Regions from separate parts of the Mus musculus genome. Here region 2 is linked to region 1. A link is a contact called in public capture Hi-C data. All regions are on one chromosome and are shown on one strand. The core of a region is the stretch at or near the end of the contact, and the rest is flanking DNA. Distances in the headings are between cores, read along the strand shown. Region 1 holds the start of Cd300c (CD300C molecule). Region 2 holds the start of Cd300e (CD300E molecule).

Evidence for each region. Capture Hi-C pulls out chosen DNA fragments and counts their contacts.
Region 2: a capture Hi-C map of macrophages shows a contact between it and region 1, with 3 times the contacts expected there. The contact joins the promoter of Cd300e here to the promoter of Cd300c in region 1. A contact is called at or near these places in 5 of 39 promoter capture datasets (the 3T3-L1 cell line, the C10 cell line, hematopoietic stem and progenitor cells and 2 more), 2 of 484 Hi-C or Micro-C datasets (bone marrow-derived macrophages and nephron progenitors), 2 of 115 datasets of contacts at active chromatin or transcription factors (the HPC-7 cell line and embryonic stem cells) and 6 of 9 other capture datasets (adipose tissue, bone marrow-derived macrophages, embryonic stem cells and 3 more).

Annotation. Positions count from the first base shown.
Region 1 is chr11:114,958,841-114,962,301 of GRCm38.p6, reverse strand. Cd300c (CD300C molecule) reads left to right here and starts at 1,795. Exons shown (of 4, transcript NM_001368239.1): 1 at 1,795-1,957; 2 at 2,388-2,735. The coding sequence starts at 1,885.
Region 2 is chr11:115,060,567-115,063,851 of GRCm38.p6, reverse strand. Cd300e (CD300E molecule) reads left to right here and starts at 1,813. Exons shown (of 4, transcript NM_172050.3): 1 at 1,813-1,867. The coding sequence starts at 1,828.

The DNA.
Region 1 (3,461 bases), core at 546-3,045:
ATCATTGATCAATTCTCTCTCTTCACTGATCATTCTCTCCGTCTGACTCTCTCAGTCTCTCTCTCTCTCTCTCTCTCTCTCTCTCTCTCTCTCTCTCTCTCTCTCTCTCTCCTCCCGCTCATCTGTCATCTCTCCTCTCTTTCTCACCTCTCTCTGCCTTTCTTTGTCTGCCTGAAAATCAGGATGTCACTCTGCTGTCTCCAGGACCATACCTGCCATGTTTGCCACCATGCTGACCATGATAACAATGAACCAAGCCTCTGAAAGTGCAAGCCAGCCCTGGTTAAATGTTTTCTCTTATACTAGCTGCTGTAGTCATGGTGTCTCCTCACAGCAATAGAACAGTGATAAGGTACAGATAGCAAGCAGTGACCATGCCTTAGAGTCCTTCAGTGAATACAATAAGTGGTTTCTGAGCTCTTGTTGATTTGATATTCTGTAGAGCAAAAAGAAACAGTGGACATAGAAAAATGCAGGCAGATACCCTGATGGTCAATCAGTGAGAGGCAAGAAAATGATACAGTGAGAGAACATCTGCATTCTGTGTTAGTAGGGAGAACATCTGCATTCTGTGTCAATGGGGATTGGAAGTGAGTGGAATAAGGATTGTTCTCAGGAATGAACCCAGGAGAGTCCAAACCCAGCAAACCATAAGTGTAAAGGTCCCCTCAAAATGTCACCACAGCCTGCAGATATGGCTGTAGATCAGAGGGGTGTAGGTACCTCTATGGCCAGGTGGCTCACCAGGCTCTCAGACTCCCCCTTTTCCCTTCTTCCCCAACATGAAAGGGAAGTGGATGGCCAACATTGGGAAACTGAGTCATCAGAAAGGAGAGATCTGAGGTCATTCTTTCATTCTACCACACAGCACCTACCTCAAATTATGCCCATGTCTAGGTATGGGGCCAGGAGACTCAAGAAGGCAGAGCTGCCATGCATGGGGGCTCCCATCAAGGCCTGGCACTCAAGGGATGGGAGATTTCTGAGTTCAAGGTTAGCTTCAGCTAAATACTGCATTCGAGCCCAGGTGGGGCTGCAGTGTGAGATACTGTCTCAAATAATCAGGGCTGTGGATGCATCTTAGTCGGCAGAGAGCTTGTCTGGCATGCGTAGAGCCCTGGGTTCAATCCTGAGCACAGCATGGATGGGCTGTGGTGACAAACACCTTAAACTGCTGGACTCAGGAGCTGGAGGTAGGAGGATCAGTTCAAGGTCCTCCTTACCTACATAGACGCCAGCCTAGGATAGCGATTCTGCCACAGAAAAACAACAAACCAAACAGAATAAGACAAGAGAAGTGAAAGCTGTGACCTACAGGTCTGTACTCTTTGTGGGGACACAGCACCCAGATAAACTCTGATTAAGGGATCAGGTCACAGCATGACCTTGACCAGCAGTGTGAACCCGGAAATGGTCCTAGACACCCCAAGGACTAAGAGTGCCCTATAATCTGATATTTGGAAGGAGGTGATTGCTCTGTGATCACACAGTTAGAGCAACAGAATGGCAGCTTTCCAATCCACTCAGGAAGGGGCTTGTCACAGAGGGTGGTCAACCTGACCAGAAACAGAAATGCTCCCCAGGCCTCTGGCAGGAGGGTGGAAGCCCTTGGGTAAAGGCTAGGGGACAGATGGCATCCTCAGTCCCCAGCCGTGGGTTTCCCCACTTGTTGGGTGTGGTAGGAACCAAAGCCTCTGAGGCCTGGAACATCAACAGAGCCCTTCCTGCACCTGTTCATCTGGAGCCTGAAGTGAGAGCCAGGGACCAGGAAGCAGAAGACAGAAAGGAGAACTAGGCAAGAGGGCATTCTACTGTCTAGAAGGAGACATGTCCTTCTCCTCTCTTGGCCCTGGTGTGGGTGCAGGAGACAGCTGAGCTGAAGAAATGAATCCCAGAGTAATAAGATTGTGGCTGCCTTCAGCTGTGCTACTCTCCTTGGTTTCAGATATGCATGGAGGTAGGTGTATTGGGTTTACTTGAAAGGGGAAATCTATGGGAGGTGGGAGAGAGGGACAGAGAGAGAAGTCAGCACAGGCAGAGGGGTCTAGAGAGAAGCAGGAAGGGTGGGGTTGGGTGGGGTCCAGGACCATCAGCATCTGCTCCCCAGGGGCTGCCAGGTTTCTGTGCACAATACAGTCATGTCTACCACACCTGAGGCAGATTCAGGACAACTGGGAGGGTCACCTGTGACAGTCAGTGCCATAACCGCATAATCTCTATTTATTTTATAATCTCTCTATGACCTCAGTCCTGACTCCTGATCTGACAAAGCCTGTCTCCTTTCTCATGGTTTCCTCAAGACCAGAGGGTTTTCTAAGACCTGACGCAAGGGAAGACTTCCTACTCCCCAGCGGTCAGGGTGCAGAATTGAGGTCTGTGTTTTCCAGGCCATTTCCCTGTGCGTGGTCCCAGCACTGTCACAGGCACTGTGGGGGAGTCACTCAGTGTGTCCTGTCAGTATGAGAAGAAATTGAAAACTAAAAAAAAAATCTGGTGCAAATGGAAATCTAATGTACTGTGTAAAGATATTGTCAAGACCAGTGCCTCAGAAGAAGCTAGGAATGGCCGAGTGTCCATCAGGGACCATCCAGACAACCTCACCTTCACAGTGACCTTGGAGAACCTCACCCTGGAGGATGCAGGCACCTACATGTGTATGGTGGATATAGGATTCTTTTATGATGCCTACTTACAGATCGATAAGTCCTTCAAGGTTGAGGTGTTCGTGGTCCCAGGTAAGCCTCCTTCCTGCCAGGGCAGCCTGAGTCCAGGCCTGCCATTCCCTCATGGAAGAAGGAAGCCAGGAACCTCAGCATGCTGAGCTTGGCTAGTGAGAGATTCAGGACAGGGAGTGTGAGTGCACACGCGCCTCCATGAGAGCATGTGTGGTACGTGTGATACTATATGTGCACCAGTACATGTGTGTGCGCACACAGGCACAGTGGGGACCTGTGTCCTTAGAAACGACTGTGTTATTTTATTTATTTGTTTGTGTGTTCATGTATTTGTTTCTAGGGGACTTCCCTTGGAGTGTGTGAGTGAACAGAGAACTTCTGAGTGTCAATTCTCTGTTTCCACCTTGTGGGTCAAACTCAAGTCATCAGGCTTGGTAAGCAGGGCCTTTCCCCCCTGAGCCATCTCATCAGCCCCTGGTGGGGATTCTCTGTGCACCATGGGACAGGCTCAGGCCTGAAACTTTCTAGAAACAGGCTCTGAATCACATCACTGGCTCTTTGTGACTTCCTGTCCTGTTAAGACTCAAGTACACATTCCCAGGTCTCTGGCCCTGTCTCCATTCTCCATAGATGAATGATACCCTAGCTCATCAGCTCCCCTCTCTCAAAGGTGGCTCTGACCTGGGTACCCCGACTTCCCTTCTGGGTACCAGCTTCATCACTGGTTCTGGGACTTCTGAGGGACCACCAGAGACACAAGGAGGAGCCTAGGCAGTCTATGGGGTT
Region 2 (3,285 bases), core at 564-3,063, 100 kb before region 1:
TCGCTGAGTCTGGAGGGATGTTGGGACACTGGGTTGCAAGAGGGGTCTTGCAGCAGACCCTCTGGGTCCCTGTGTCTGCGTGGAATGGGTCTCTCGGGCAGGTGGGCAAAGCGTCGGATGAATAGACAAACAGATGCACACAGGAGAGATTGTGTTGGATCTGAATGTATTGTCAGGTCGAGCATCAGACTTTTTTATATTACAGAGAATACCAGGGGTTGCAAGTCACATCAGGCAAGGTACATTGAAATTTACCAGATACAAGGGAATGACTGCGAAAGGAATTGCAGGAACCAAATAAATGTTTACAATAGAGATTAGCAGCCCTGCCTAGGTGACAGGCAAGAATTTCACACTTTAGTGTTAATAGCACCAGGGGTTTTTTACTCTTGGCAGGCCTCAAGAATAATGTAGTGTCACGGACCCCTAAATTCCTAGGCCTTGCTAATTCTTATCTTGTCTGGAGAATCTCCATTTGTCAGGAGAGTAAATCAACTTGCTATAGGTATGGAATGTAGCCTGTACTAAAGATTTCTATCTCAGTGAGATTCCCAGGCTCTTTCTGTGACCAGTTGAGCCACTGGCTCTGTCTTATTGTAATGCTTAATTAGTTACTGAATAGGTTAAACTTCCTTGCTGCTTTCTGGGATGTTGGAACACTGGGTTTAGCTATGTCAGAATTCAATCTTAAAAGGCACTTATAATAGGGTAATACTAACAGAGAGCACGTGGATCCATACACTAGACTAACGCGGGAATGGAATATTAATGTATTCTTGCGTGCACCCAACTGGCCACGAAGAACAACGCTGCCACAGGATCCTTCTGCACACGTTTATTCAGTCCCGTTTCTTCTTGTTTATATCTCCCTTTGTTTATATCTCCCTTGTTTATATCTCCCTTGTTTATATCTCCCTTGTTTATATCTCCCTTGTTTATATCTCCCTTGTTTATATCTCCCTTGAACTCTGGGTCTCTCACTCTTTTATACTCTCAGTTCCCATCCACGCACAGCAGGCCACGCCACCTCACCAGGCACGCAGCTTCAGCTAATCAGGGCAGCAGGGGCATATCTCCATCAAAATGGATTCACCAGTATCCTGGTACACCTGCGCAGCTCTCAAGATGTTTGTGGCTTATATGAGGAAGTCAGGTGCAAGTCATACGACTTAGCTGCAGTCCCTGGCGCCTTTGGGACTGCCGCCACACCCGCTCCTCACAATGTATGGGTTAGAGAGGTTAGAGAGAACGCCAGACTCCAGGAGGAGAGCTTCCTTGAAACTCTTTTTTCCTCATGAGCAGCTTTTAGGCATCCCTGCCTGACAGGCTGACTCCACCGGAGTGCCGTGGCAGAGTCCTGAGATCAACTGGGCAGAAACAATGGTTGAGAAAGACAAAGAGGACCCCCTCATCTCTGCTCTTTGAATGGGGGGCACTTATGATCCCAAAGTCAGTAGCCATAGCAGAGGGAAGCAGTGGGGATCAGGCAGGTGTACTAGACAGGAAAGGGAGCTGGAGAAACAAGGGCTGAAGCTATTGCACACAGCAACTGGCTTTCCTGAAGCGTCAGGCTGTGACAAACGTGCTTTTATTGAGTGCAGGCCCGTGCAATGGATCTGCTCCGTTCATTCTCTGAAGCGATTCTCACTCATCTTCCTTTTTTTTTTGTTAAAGTAGGAAGTAGCTCAGAGTGCAAAGGAAGCAGATAAGAAAAAACACATGGAGAGAACTTGAACAAGAAGGTGGTTGCCTGGGCTCTGTTACACACATCTGGATTCCAGCAGCGACCTGGAGTTTTCTGGAGACAGCACCCAGTGAGGCAGGAGGATGAGGCTATGTGCAGGTCTGCTCCTTCTCTGCTTCCAAGGTGAGTAGGGAGGTGGATCTGTAAACCTAATTTTGCAGGGGGGAGGGGGGTAGAGTCGGAGTCCTGGGTTCAAGCCAGAATCCAGATGTCAGAAGTGGGGGTGGGGCCTAGGGGCAGGGGGAACATACATGCATTCACCCATCTCTTTATCTATCAGTGTAGTCCAGCATCCATCTATGGGTCCTACAAACCATTACTAAGCACCAACTGCAACCCTGGACTGTTCTAAATGTTGTAACTATAAAGTAACTTCCCCCAGTCAAGGGGAATCCTATTTGAATGAGGGAGTCAAATGATTATGCTACAGGATAAGTCTTGTTACAATACAGACCGATCCTGTAGATATCAACTACAGCAGGGGCTCCTCGCTCTGCCCTCAGAGGGATGGAGGCTTCATCGAGTCTTCACAGAAGTCAGTCTTGAAGGATGGACCAGCCAGTGGAGCAGAAAAGCAATGATTTATGCTAAAGTGTAGATAGAGATCTTAAAGACCGTGGAGCGTGCAGAAGTCAGCAGTGACCTTGTTTTTGCTGAAGTTTAAAGAGGTTAGAAGTGTTTGTAAGGAATAAAGAGTAGCCAGTTGTGACAGTGGGTGCCTGTAACCACAGCATGCAGGAGGCTGAGGCAGGAGGTTGTAGGCTTGCCTCAGCTACATAGTGAGATCTTGCCAAAAAAAAAATCTGTAAAAGATACTTCGGCCAAGTATGGTCGTGCATGACTTTAATCCCAGTACTTGGGAGATAGATGCAGGTGGATCTCTGTGAGTTCGAGGCCAGCCTGGTCTATATAATGAGACCCCTGTCTCAAAAAAAAAAAAAAAAAAGGGAGAACACATTTTCTTTCCAGGAACTGTTTAGGATGAAAATTCGAGGGTATTTCTTTGCAGGTGACTTTTTATGTTTTTGTTGTTGTTGTTGTTGCTGTTGCTGTTGCTGTTGCTGTTGCTGTTGCTGTTGCTGCTGGACCCTCATAGAACATAAAAGCTACCCCATGTCTACCTGCATTTTTTTCTTCAGTGGTGGTTAGGGCTTAAAGGAAGAGGCCAGCTGAGTGACTCTGTCCACACGTAGTTTTCTTTTTCCTTTTTATGATGTAAGCGTGTGGTATGTGTGGTGGTGGGTGGTGATGTGAGGTCAGAGGCCAGTTTTGTAGAGTCAGCTCTCTTCTTCCACCTTTAGGGTGAGTCTAGGGACCTAACTATGACAACCGGGTTTGCGCAGCAAGCGCCCACTGAGCCATCTTGATGGCCCCCAAACAGCTTTCTTCTGAGTGAAGTGAGAGGAGCCTGGAGCATCTCCCAGCAGCCCCCTCAGCGCCTTCATGATCTAGGTCATCATAGGAAGCTGAAGGGCTCTCAGCAAAATAGCTAAATAGTTCCAAGCCAGCTTTGGCTACATGAGAGCCTGGCTCAAAACAAC